2 separate regions of the Anas platyrhynchos genome follow, and region 1 is linked to region 2. A link is a contact called in public Hi-C data. All regions are on one chromosome and are shown on one strand. The core of a region is the stretch at or near the end of the contact, and the rest is flanking DNA. Distances in the headings are between cores, read along the strand shown.

Region 1 (5,814 bases), core at 591-3,090, 34 kb after region 2:
GCGCTGCGGAGGCTCCGACTCGCGCAGCCCCAGCGCCGCGGCGCGGGCGATGCTCCCGAACAGGCCCCACGGGGATGTGCAGGCAGCAGCGTTGAGCACAGCCCCTGTGGATCACAGCCCCTGCGGATTGCAGGTCCTATAAGGCAGGATTGCAGCCGTTATAGGGCAGGTTTGCAGCCCCTATAGGGCAGGGCATGGGGAGCAACCCTTCTCCACGCGGCGCAGACCCCCCTAGCTCCGCTCCAGCAGCTCCTGGGAATGCACCTGTGGAGCCCAACACCTATAGGGCAAGAGATCCTGCTGTGGGGAGCTGGCCCCTACAGAGCCCAGGTCCTATACAGCCCAACCTCGGCCACTTTAGCATGAGGGATACCCCATTTGGCTGGAGACCAGCCCTACAGAGCAAGGAACCCCATCTCCTGTGGTGCAGCGCTGCACCTACATCAGTTATCACGCAGGAGAATCTACCCAACAAAGCAGTCCCTACTGGGAGGGGGATGCTTCCCCTGTAGAGACCCCCCTATGGAGCCTGTCCCTATAGAGCAAGAGCCCCCACCCCACAAAGCAGCCTCCCGACGTGCTGCGGGACAGGATCGGGCGCAGGGTGCATTTCGGCTGGCACCTGCTGGCCACCTTCCTGCTGGCTCCAGGCCCTTGAACCTTCCTGCATCCCATTCCTGACACCATCAGGCCGTGCTACCCAGCCAGAATTTGGGATTTGGAATCCAGGTTTCGGGTACCTGGCTGGGATTTGGGTTGAGCACAGGACAGTGAAGCCTCTGCAGAGAGGCTGCTGCAGCAGCACCGGTTCCTCCTTGCCGCGGTTTGCGTTTTCTCAATGATGGGTGGCCCGGCCCCCAAGAGTAGCAGCCGTGTGGGTTTCACAATGTATTTCGGTCAGTGCTTACAAGAAAAGGCCACGGGGAGGGCTGCGGGGATTCCAGTAAATGGCCCCCGAGCCTTCCTCATTCTCAAGAATGGGAAACTGCACGACTTCTCCACGGGGTTTCGCTTTCCACGTGGGGAGACCAGAAGGTGAAGTGCTCCGCGTGGCCATTGCTGCGAGGGGGCTGAAAAGGCAGGGGGAGGCAAAATTCAATAAATTCGTATGATTTAAAATCATAAAAAGTTATATTTGTATGATTTTTTAATTATCGAAATGGAACCCATTCAAAATGGGTTTTGCTGAGTGTAGGACGGGACCCTGCTTCCCCCAGAGTTCCCCAGTGGTCCCGCTGGGCTTTTGCTGCAGGTTTTGGGTGTAAAATATTTTTCTTATGGGAAAACACAGTGGGGAATCACAAGGTGCCCCGTGCGCTGGGTTTCCCAGCCTGTTTTGGAGGTGCTCAGCGCAGCCGAGTGATTGCTGCACCCCAGCAGGACAAGGGATCCGTGTCCAGGCAGCCGTGCACCTCTGGAAGTGCTCCTTGGTGACATCCTGGGGGCTTCATCCTGCCCTACTTGGCCCCCCAGCACCCGGGGGACGCTCAGTGCCGGGGGCAGGAGCTGGCTCTGTGCCTCCCTGGCGCTCATGGCCCACAGTTTTTTTGCAGGGTTTCACCCTGCAGCCATGCTCGGGGACGGCACGATGCTGGTGGCACGGCTGTGACCGTGTCTCTGCCCTGCTCCTCCAGCCCTCAGCAGCCTCTGCGGGCCCTTTCCCCTGCCGCACGTGGATGCTGCAGCAGCGCAGGGGGCAGCTCGGGGCTGGCCAGAGGCCAGCGGGCCGGGGAGCAAGCTGGGCAGGGGCTTGGCAAAAAATAGCAAGCAGGTGCCCTCTGCCCCAGAAGCGATTTGTCGCTGGGTAAACAGGAAATCTATTCTTAGGCCCATTCATGAGCTGCGGGCTGACGGCAGCTCCCCGCTCCGGGCTTGTTTTGTTCCTCGCTGACACACGGGTGACGCCGGGGCGGAAGGCGGCCACGCAGATGTTCCAGCCCCGCGGGCTTCCCCCTCGCTTGCTTTTTCCCTCCCACCCCCGGCAGCACCCTGAGCTTCCTCGGCTTTTCCAGGGGTGCTGGGGTTTCCCCTGCGTGAGGCAGCAGCAGGAGGTGCAGGGGCGAGGGGGGAACACGCGCGGTTGGTGGCACCCTGGAGGGCGCCTTGGCAGGGCTCTGCCCCCCACACCTGAACTCCTTTCGCCCTTTCCCAACATTATCTCTTGCTTCCGAGGAGATAAAGCCACCAGAGCTTGCCCTTTCTTGGGATGGGCTGAGCTGGTTAGGCTGGGGAAGGGGGGAAAAATACTGACAGACCTCCCCAGAGACCCCCAGGGTGGTGATGGTTGAGGTTTATTTTTGCCCCCAGTTCTTTCCCTGAGCATTGTCCCCATTTGCAATGCTGGGCTGTGACCCACCTCCCTTCCATCTGCAGATCCCTTCCACCTGTGACACCCCTGGGATCTGGCTGAGGCTTTGGGGCTGGGGCTGGGGCTGCTGCAGGGCTCTGCAGCTGTCCCCGTCTAATGGGTAAGCGGGGACCCCCAGATCCCTGGGGGATGCAAGGCTCCTGGGGCCCCCAGAGCCTCCCCGCATCCCATTTGAGCCCCCGGCAGGCTCAAAGTGGTGACTTCTGCCTGGGCAACGTTTCTGGGGAGCTAAAGAGGGTGGGGACAAAAAAACACTTCTGGGGACTAAAGAGGATGGTGAAAAGCATTTGTGGGCAGAATAAGGTCCAGGGAAAGTCTGGGTTGGGCAGGAGTGCAGGGACACAGAGGGGGGTGTCTGTGGTTATGGGGTGCCCCCACACCAGGGGACTGAATTCAGGAGCTGTGACAGGCTGGGAGAGCAGCACCCTAAATCCTTAATTAGGGTCCCCGAGCTGGGTGAGGGCGAGCTACCAGCCCGGGCTCTGCAGTTACGGGCAGGATGCCGCTGGGGCACAGCCCCTGGTGCCCATCCCGCAGAAAATACACCCTCCAAAAAGGCTCCTGGGGCGCACACTGGGCTGGCAGGAGGGTTTAGGGCAAGCTTTATGGCCTCATTTCCACCGATCCTTGCACAAACCCGAGCATCTCCCCTGCACCAGCCGGCACCGGGCTCGGAGGAAAGCTGAGGCGTTGCTGCCCTCGGGCGGCAGCAGGCAGCACAGCACCGAGGGGTGGCCGGTCCCCAAATTGTCCCCAGCTTGTCCCCTGGGGTCCCCCAGCCTCTATATCCCCTGTAGAGAGCAAGGAGGGAGGGGAAGGGGGATCCAGTTTGTCTGTGCAGTAGCGACCGTGCCCCCATTTCGCTCCTTTTTTGCCTCAAAAAGCCAAAGCGCAGGGAGGTGGGATTGAAGTGGATCTCGCTCTGGGTGAGGGCAAAGGGAGGGCCTCAAGGCCACAAGCAGCAAAACTGGGGGCGAAAACGAAGCTGTGGGGAGGCCTGGCTCATCTCCTCCTGGGTCACCCTGTTTCTCCCAAAACTAGCGATCCCGAGGAGCAGGGCAGTGTGGAGCGGGATCACCTGGATCCATCTGACCAGGAGGAATTTCAGCTGTGAAGGAACTCACTCCCCCTTCACGAGACACTTTCCATTCCCCTTCCTGGGAGTCACATCGCTGCAAACAGCTGAGGCTGGTGCCGGAGGCTCGGGATCTCCCAGACACTCGAGTGGCCAGTCCCAAGGGCTGTGAAGAGCCCAAATGGGTGTCCCCGGCACAGTGTGGGGCTGCAGTGGTTGGAGGGCTGGGTGATGGTGGTGGTAGGGCGATGGTTGGACCAGATGATCTTGGAGGGCTTTTCCAACCTTCATGGCACTGCCTACACCTGAGTCCGGCACGGAAAACAAAAGCAAAGTCAGTCACACCCCAGCTGGGGTTTTCAGGCATCTCCCCCTGCAGCAGGAGGCAGACAGCGGGGCGGATCTGGGTGCTGAAGAAAAGCAAATTACCCCACCTCCTTCCCCACAGCCTCCAAACCACCTCCACCATGGGGCTTCTTTTCTGAACCTGCACCACGGGGCGCCCTGGTGCAGCTGCAGCACCCACGATGCTCCCCAAGGCCTTCAAACACAGCCACCATGTCCGACACCATCGCCTGGCATGGCATGGGCCACGGGTGTGCTGGCACTGTGGGGCCGGGTGGCGGTGACCATGGCTCCCAGGAGACTTGTCCTCTCTCTTCAAAGTCTCCTTGGGGCCCTGCAGCGTTTGGGGACAAAGATTTGTACCACAGGGGATGAGAATTTGCACCACAGGGCGGCAGAGGATGGAGGGAACAGAGGAAAGGCTTCACTGTGGGTCCATGGGAGGCCAGGGGGAGGACAGCGTCCTGTGAGGGGTGACTGAGGGCACTGGGGGGGTTTGGGCTGGGGAAGAGGAGGCTCAGGGCAGAGCTCATTGCTCTGGGACCAGAGGGAACGGCCTGGAGCTGTGCCAGGGGAGGTTGAGGTGGGCAATGAGGAGCCATTTCTGCTCAGACAGAGCGGGCAGGCGTTGGGACGGGTTGCCCAGGGAGGTGGGGGAGTCCCCGTCCCTGGGGGGGCTCCAGGAGAGGTTGGGGCTGGTGCTTGGGGACACGGCTCGGTGGGGACAGTGGTGGGGGGGTGCTTGGAGCAGGTGACCCTGGGGGGCTCCTCCAACCCTAAGGACACAGTGACTCCATACCAGGAGCACAGGCTCCCTGTCCTTGCCCTGGCACAGCCTCCCCGTGCCAGCTCCGGGTGCGCCCCGCTGTGGAGCCTCCGCTTCCAGCGCCTCCATCGCCCTCCCTCCTCCCACAGCTCCTCCCCCCCCCCCCCCCCATCTCCCGCAATGGTCCCTCCCGCACCCCCCCCATCTCTCCGACAATGGTCCCGCCCGCTCCCCCCCCCTCACCCAGCCCGGAGTGATGACGTATGAAGCGGGGAGGGCGCAGGCGCGGTGGTGGCGGTGGCGTTGCCATGGCGACCCCGCGGGGGGGGCTGCGTGAGGAGGGGGGCGGGGCCCTCCCCGTGTGGGGCTGGGGGCGCCATGTGTATAGGGACTGTGAGGGGACCTGGGTGCATGGGGACAGCCTGTGATGGGGTCCCTCTGTAGCGGGGGGTCCTTTATGGGGACCTCTGTGCAGTGGGGGGTATGCACAGTAGAACCCCTGGAGTCACACAATCACACAGTTATTAGGGGTGGAGGAGCCCCCCAGGGTCACCTGCTCCAAGCACCCCCCCCGCACTGTCCGCACTGAGCCGTGTCCCCAAGCACCAGCCCCAACCTCTCCTGGAGCCCCCCCAGGGACGGGGACTCCCCCACCTCCCTGGGCAACCCGTCCCAACGCCTGCCCGCTCTGTCTGAGCAGAAATGGCTCCTCATTGCCCACCTCAACCTCCCCTGGCACAGCTCCAGGCCGTTCCCTCTGGTCCCAGAGCAATGAGCTCTGCCCTGAGCCTCCCCTTCCCCAGCCCAAACCCCCCCAGTGCCCTCAGCCTCTCCTCACAGGACTTTTGTCCCAGGCCCTTCACCAACCCCATAGCCCTTCTCTGAACACACTTCAGGGCCTCGATGTCCTTTTACTTAAGGACATGAGGGCACCTACAAAACGGGGAGCGCTGTATAGTAGGATGAGGATACCTTCTGCAACAGGCACCCTGTGTATGACAGGGAATATGTAATAGAGCAACAATGCCCCCATTACAGTGCAGACTCCTTTATATCAGGAATTGGGGCTTCCTCACATGACAGGTTTTGGGGACCCTTGTAAAGTGGCAGGGATGAGGGCACCCTGTACCCTAGGGACCCCATGTCACAGGACCCCAAATGTCATGGGGTGACAGGGTGGATGAGGCCCTTCCAGAGCTCAGGGAGCTGGGGTAGAGGCTGTTGTGGCCCAGTGGGTTTGGGGACACCAGGACCTGCCCA
Region 2 (6,036 bases), core at 961-3,460:
ACAGCGGGGCCGGGGTTCCTGACACCGTGTCACAGGTTCTCGGTGCCACCTCAGGGCTTATCCGAGCAGATTCTGATCCCCGCTGTCACCCCAGCGTGGCAGCGCCACGCAGCCCTCACCGCTCTCACCTCTCCGAAGAGCAGGGAATAAACAAACACGTGCACCGGGACGCACGGCGCCAACCTGCCAACGCACCCCAAAAATTACAGGGGGGACAAATCCCAATGCAACAGCCACGGGGCAGCACGGGAGACGTGAAACCACCTTTACCACTTCTGCCACACGCCCTAATATCGACAGGGAAAAGCTACAAGCTCACAAACCCAAGCGGCCCCATTCCTCCCATCGTGGCAAACGAACCTAGGGCAGCCTCCAGATCATCCCAAAGCCTCCCTCCACCAACTTGTCAGGACAAGGGAAGGAGAGAGCCAAAAATGTGCAGGGAAGACCTCAAAAAGTTCCCATCAGAAGCACAAGAGGCAGCTCTGAGCCCGGTGCCGGGTGTCCCACACCTCTGCTGTCCGTGCCGGTGCTGCCCTTTGGGGTTGAGGCCCGAGCCCTGCCTGTACCCGTTCCTGGAAAGGATGGCACACGGGGTATTTAGGGCTGGTAACACACCTCCTCGGACAGGGGGGGGATTTAGGAACCTGTCTGCAGGCAGAGCTCTGCCTGGGCAGGGCTGGCTGCCTCCCCGACCGGTTCCCCTGGCTGCAGCGTGCCGGGGCGAAGCAGCCCCAAGGCAGCAGCAGCTTGGGGCGAAAGAATGGGGCCAGGAGGGACCCAGGGGGTGCACAGAACCCGCTCCAACCAGGAGAGGAGAGGGGGAAGGTGCCGTGCCCCATCCGGGCTGTCCCACTGACAGCGGGGCGCTGGAGCAGCCCCAGAGCCGAGCGGGAGCCTGTTGGGATTTAATTCCGACTGATTTCACCCCGTGCCTACACCCGGAGAAAAAGGGCAGGGTTCAGATCAGGCAAACGAGCATGAACACAGCCCGAGGAGGGCCAGACGCGCACAAAACCCCAAAAGAATCCCCGGAAAGGGGGTGTCCCGGCCCCACACGCCCCCAGCACGATGGGGTTTGTGTTTGGGGCACGGGGCTTGCGGCCACCCCGTTGTGCCCCGCTCCTGGGGCCAGGCAGGGAGAGACCCCACAGCAGCATCGCCCCCCCGGTCCCACAGCGGGGGGGTCCCTGCGGTGTCCCCCGTGAATGTGGAGCCCTCCCTGGGAAACGGGCCCAGAGGGGGAAGTGCAGGAAAAGGGGGGGCTGCAAGAAAAGGAGGGGGCCCCCATGAAACGGGGGGGCTCCACAATGAGGCCAGGGTCTCCTCGGTGTTTCTGTGCAGGGTCTCATTATGGGGGGGGGGGGGTTAAGGCTCGGCCTCCCTCACCCCAAAACCTTGGAGCCCCCCCAGCACGGGTGCAGCCCCCCCTCAGACCTCCCCACCCCCCAGCACCACGTCCCCCCCATACTCCACTCCCCTCCTCCCCAAAACCTCACAAACCCCAAAACTCCACAGCCACCCCAAACACCCCAAAAAAAACAAAAAATCCATAGCCCCCCCTAAAGACCCCAAAAGACCCCCCCCACACCCAAAACCCCCTATAACCTCCCAAAAAATCCCTCCTAAAGATACCAACCCCTCCAGGACACCCCACAGCCCCCCCAAAGACCCCCACACACCCCAAAGACCCTCACAACCCCCCAAAAACCCCAGAGCCCCCCTAGAAAAACCCCAAACCCTCCAAAAAAACCCCACATCCCCCCCAAAGCCCCCCATAACCCCCCCCCAAAAGACCCCAGAGCCCCCCCAAACCCCACAGCCCCCCCCCAAAACCCCCCTCAGCCCCCCCCCAAGACCCCTCAGGCCCCCAAAAAACCCCACAGCCCCCCCCAAACCCCACAGCCCCCCCCAAAAAGCCCCCTCAGCCCCTCCCCCAAGCCCCCTCAGCCCCCCTCAAGGCCCCCGGCCCCCACCTGCCGGGCAGCTTGGCGCTGCGCTTCCAGAAGTGCCGCCCGCTCTCGGCGGCCATGGCCGAGGGGGGGGGGGACGGGGCCGGGCAGGGCCCGGCCGCCCCCGGCGCAGCGGCGGAGCGCGGAGAAGGCCCCGGCGCCCCCCCCTCCGCCCTCACCGCCGCCCGGTTGAAGCCGCCGCCGGCGCCATGTTGGTTGAGGGCGCGGGGAGCGCCGCCATTGGTCGCCCTCGCGGCGGTCCCGGAGGCTCGGCCAATGGGGAGAGGGGAAGGGGTGATGTCATACGAGGAGGGGTTGGGGAAGGAGGGGGTGGGATGTACCATCTAGGATGTTTGGGGGGGGGGGTGAGCCATTTCGGTTATTGTGGGGGTGGGATGAACCATCTCACCTGCTGTAGAGGGGAGTGGGGAGGAGTATTTAGTGCTGAAGGAAGAAGGGCGGGGGGGGGGGGGGGCTGGCAATGGGCGCTGGGGACGGGAGGGGACCTCCCCCCGTGGGCCCCCCCCCCGCCACGGTAATGGTTGGGCGGGCAGGGTTAAACAGCGCCCTGAGGGCCGGGAGAGACCATTCCGCTGGGGGAGGGGGGGACAAAACCATGAAGGGGATGGGAGGGGGGGAGCGGTTTAAACCACCCGCGGGGAGACGGGGGGAGCTGGCGGCGGGCTGAACCATCAGGGAGCGGGGGGGGGGGGGGGGGGATGAGGGGTGGTGGGGTCCCCGGGTGCCCCCCCCCTCCCCGTTGCCATGGCACCCAGAGGGATGGGGAGGGCGGGGGGCACCTCACTGAGCCCCCAGGGGACGTCCCCCAGTAACGGGGTGTTATAGGGGCGTTATAGGGGCGGCCTCCGTGAGGTGTGGGAGGTCGCCTGGTGAATAAACGGGGGTAAAGTGGAAAAAAGCACAAGTGTCAAAACACAGAGTCACTGCCATGGCGTCATCAGGGCTGGAGGAGCCCCCCAGGGTCACCTGCTCCAAGCACCCCCCCACCACTGTCCCCACTGAGCCGTGTCCCCAAGCACCAGCCCCAACCTCTCCTGGAGCCCCCCCAGGGACGGGGACTCCCCCACCTCCCATAAACACAAAAATAAAGAAAATAACCCCCCAAACAAATAAAAAATGAACCCCCCAAACAGACTTTGTGGTGACATCTTGGGACCCCGCCAGCCCCCTCTGTCATCCCTGAGGAGAAAACCCCTCCATGGGGGCAGCCCCGAGTGCCAGGCCCCCATGGCGGCAGGCACAGGCCGCGTGCTGCCACCAGGGCCCTGGGGACATGGGGACATCCAGATCCCGGTGGCGAGGCGCGATGGCCCCGTGCTGCCTGGGCCTCATTCAGCAGTGCCTGGTGGCTGGCAGGGCCACGAGTCAGTGCCGCAGCCCGTGCCTCAGTTTCCCCTATTTGCAGCGGGGCAGGGAGCCCCTCGGGGACACCTCAGGCGCTGGGCCACCCGAGCCAGCCAAGGGACAGCTGCCACCCCCAGCTCTGCTGTCCCTGTCCCCTCAGCATCACCCCGAGTGCAGTGGGGAAACCCTCTGGGGAGCGGGAGGGCTGCGTGTGCTCACAAAGCGAGAGGGAAATACAAATCGCAGGCGCATTTCTGCAGAAAAATTATCTTTTTTTAGGACGGGGCTGACAGCAGAGGGCGGCACAGGCTTGTTGCAGCCACAAAGCCTGGCCTAGCAGCGGGTGCAGTGGTGTCAATCCACTTGTTGCTGCTGTTTCCCTGCCAGGTGCTCTGGGGATGCAGGGAGGTGTTTTGGGGGCCTGGTGTGGCCAGGAGCAGAGCAGCGAGCCCAGAAGTGTGGCAGCTTTCGGTTCTGAACGAGAACGAAAGCCGAGCGAGAGGAATCGGTTCCTTTTCCCATCCCGAGGCTGAAGCAGAGAAAGGAAACTTAAAACTAGCAAAAAATAGAGCTTTTTGAGGCTCCCAGCTGCAGGGGGGTCAGTGCCATCCCAGTCAGGAGGGCGAGCAGGGCTTCCAGAAAGGGGCTGGTCTGAACTGGGACAGAAATACTGCTCCTTCCAGCCAGGGCAACGTGGCTCAAAGCGTGTGGTCTGCAAGGTGCGACGTCCATTTGCATTACCACAAAGCTCCCCGTCCCGTAACACGACTGCAAATGCAGGTGTGAGGAATTTGCCCTGGTTTGGGACATGATTGCCACGTGCAAGGCGGCGGTGGGAAGCGTGAAAGCTCAGCACACTGAGAAATGGAAACCATCCCCTCAGTGTCGGTGGGAGGCTGAGTGTGTCCATCTGTCCTAGAGCCACTTCTGGCACCTGCAGGTCCCTGCACAGCCTCCTCCGGGTGCCTGCTGGCCCCTCCAGCTGGGCAGGGTGGGTTCCCTTTGCTGTCCCTCCCCAGCCCGAGGGATAAATCCTTGCTGGAGATCTCCCTCCTGCTTTTTAACAGCAATTCACAGCTCATAGTCTCATGCTTGGGTTGCTGAATGTATCAAAGGCTGTTTGGAAACACCCTGCTAGAAAAACAGGAGAGTGACCCGAGGGCCTGAGAAGGGATGGCGGGGTGGCGGCTCACTGGCTCTGCTCCCCTCCCCAAAAGACGTGGGGATGGGACAAGAGGGATGCCAAGGACTGAAATCCAAGGGATGGGACAAAAGGGACTGAAATCCAAGCCTGTGGCTGAGCTTTGATTGTAGTCGGGTCTCAGCTGGCCAACATGTGCCAAATCCAGCCAGACCCATATGCTCGGGGGGGCATTGACGTACATCCAAGCACGTGTGTGCCCTCCTGCCCCCGTGCACACCCACAGGGATGCTACAGCAAGAACTGAGCTACGGGCAACAGCCTGGTGCAGATCACGGCTCCGTGGCACATCCGTGCCGAGCAGTGGGGAGCACAGGGGCAGTTTCCCTTGGGGTCGGTACCGACGGGTTATGCTTGCACTGGGGGGCCCTGCCTTGCTTTCTCACCAGCCCTGCCGGCACGTTTTGGGGGAGAACATGAAGAATTGCAGTGTGGGTTTGACCTGAAATGACATTTTGCTGCTTCTGTTTTTCTCACAGCTTTCGCAGCAGGGTGAGATCTCCGCTCTTGCAACCCGCTCTCCCTTCAAACGCTGACACGCACCCATGTGTCATTTCAGGTTAACTGAAATGGCTGCTTCAGTGTGAAACAAGAGCTGGTGTTTCATTTTTCGGGTCGATTAACCCCCTCCTAACTGTAACAAACATGGTGATTAAAAACACGAACATTACACGGGAGGAAGGGGACAAAAAGCTTGGAGAAGGATGAAAAACACTGATGACCTCTTTTAAAAACATCCCTCTTTAGCTGAAGTTGCTAAATTTGACTCAACTTTACACACTGGAAAGCTTTTGCGGTATGTTTTCTTTTTATGGTGAATAAAGTGTTTCTTCCTCATAAAAACCCCCACCAACTCTCGGGCCGAGTGATGCAGTTTCGGTGTGTCACGGAGGCAGCGTTAGCTCAGACCCTGCTCTAGGGAAGGTTGTTGTAAACCCCAAGTGGCATCACCGAGCCGAAACACGAGGCTCCGGTACCGAGCAGGGCTCCAGGTGCCTGAAACCAGCACCTGGCCCCTCTCGCCTTTACACCATGGGGTTTTTGGAGGTCTGGGAAGGGGCGTTTCACCCCAAATTCATGTGGTTTTCCACGGCTGAGATGGGACAGCTCCCAGAGGACGAATCCCCTTGCCTGGGGGATGTGGGGACACCACGGGGCTGAGGCTGGGAGCTGCTTGGTGGCCAGTCCCACCCGAGGAAGGCTGCGGGCAGCACTGGGACCACCTCTCCTCGTGGTCACAGCTTGCTCCTTCCCAAGCCATGAGCAATCCCGGGAACCTCTTGCTGCATGCTCACACTTTCTCCAGGCTGTCATTTCACTTTTGGGAGCGATGGGGCAGGGAAAAGCAGGCAGGCTGAGCCCTGCTCTTAAACTCCACCGCAAAAGGTCTCCGGCGAGCCGGGGCGCCGTGCCTCAGTTTCCCCACATGCCCCGTGGAGATAATCCTCTTGCCACACAGGACGTCGGCGAAGCTCTCCGAGACCGGCTCCTACGAGGCTTCATTACCAGGGAGCTGGA

Evidence for each region. Hi-C and Micro-C count contacts between places; a contact is called where the count stands out from the background.
Region 1: a Hi-C map of subcutaneous adipose tissue shows a contact between it and region 2, with 4 times the contacts expected there. The contact joins the enhancer-like site here to the promoter of TBC1D22B in region 2. A contact is called at or near these places in 7 of 8 Hi-C or Micro-C datasets (F1 follicle, F5 follicle, liver and 3 more).

The regions. Positions count from the first base shown.
Region 1 is chr27:4,737,696-4,743,509 of IASCAAS_PekinDuck_T2T, forward strand. No RefSeq gene overlaps it. Among named protein-coding and RNA genes, the nearest start is that of CACNA1S, 16 kb to the right of the region's middle. Within about 2 kb of position 1,841, at least 3 of the 8 cell types and tissues checked have an H3K27ac peak or open chromatin away from gene starts, as enhancers often do. A contact at or near this core is called in subcutaneous adipose tissue, where this site is marked.
Region 2 is chr27:4,703,820-4,709,855 of IASCAAS_PekinDuck_T2T, forward strand. TBC1D22B (TBC1 domain family member 22B) reads right to left here and starts at 2,211. Exons shown (of 13, transcript XM_038168398.2): 1 at 1,977-2,211. The coding sequence starts at 2,032.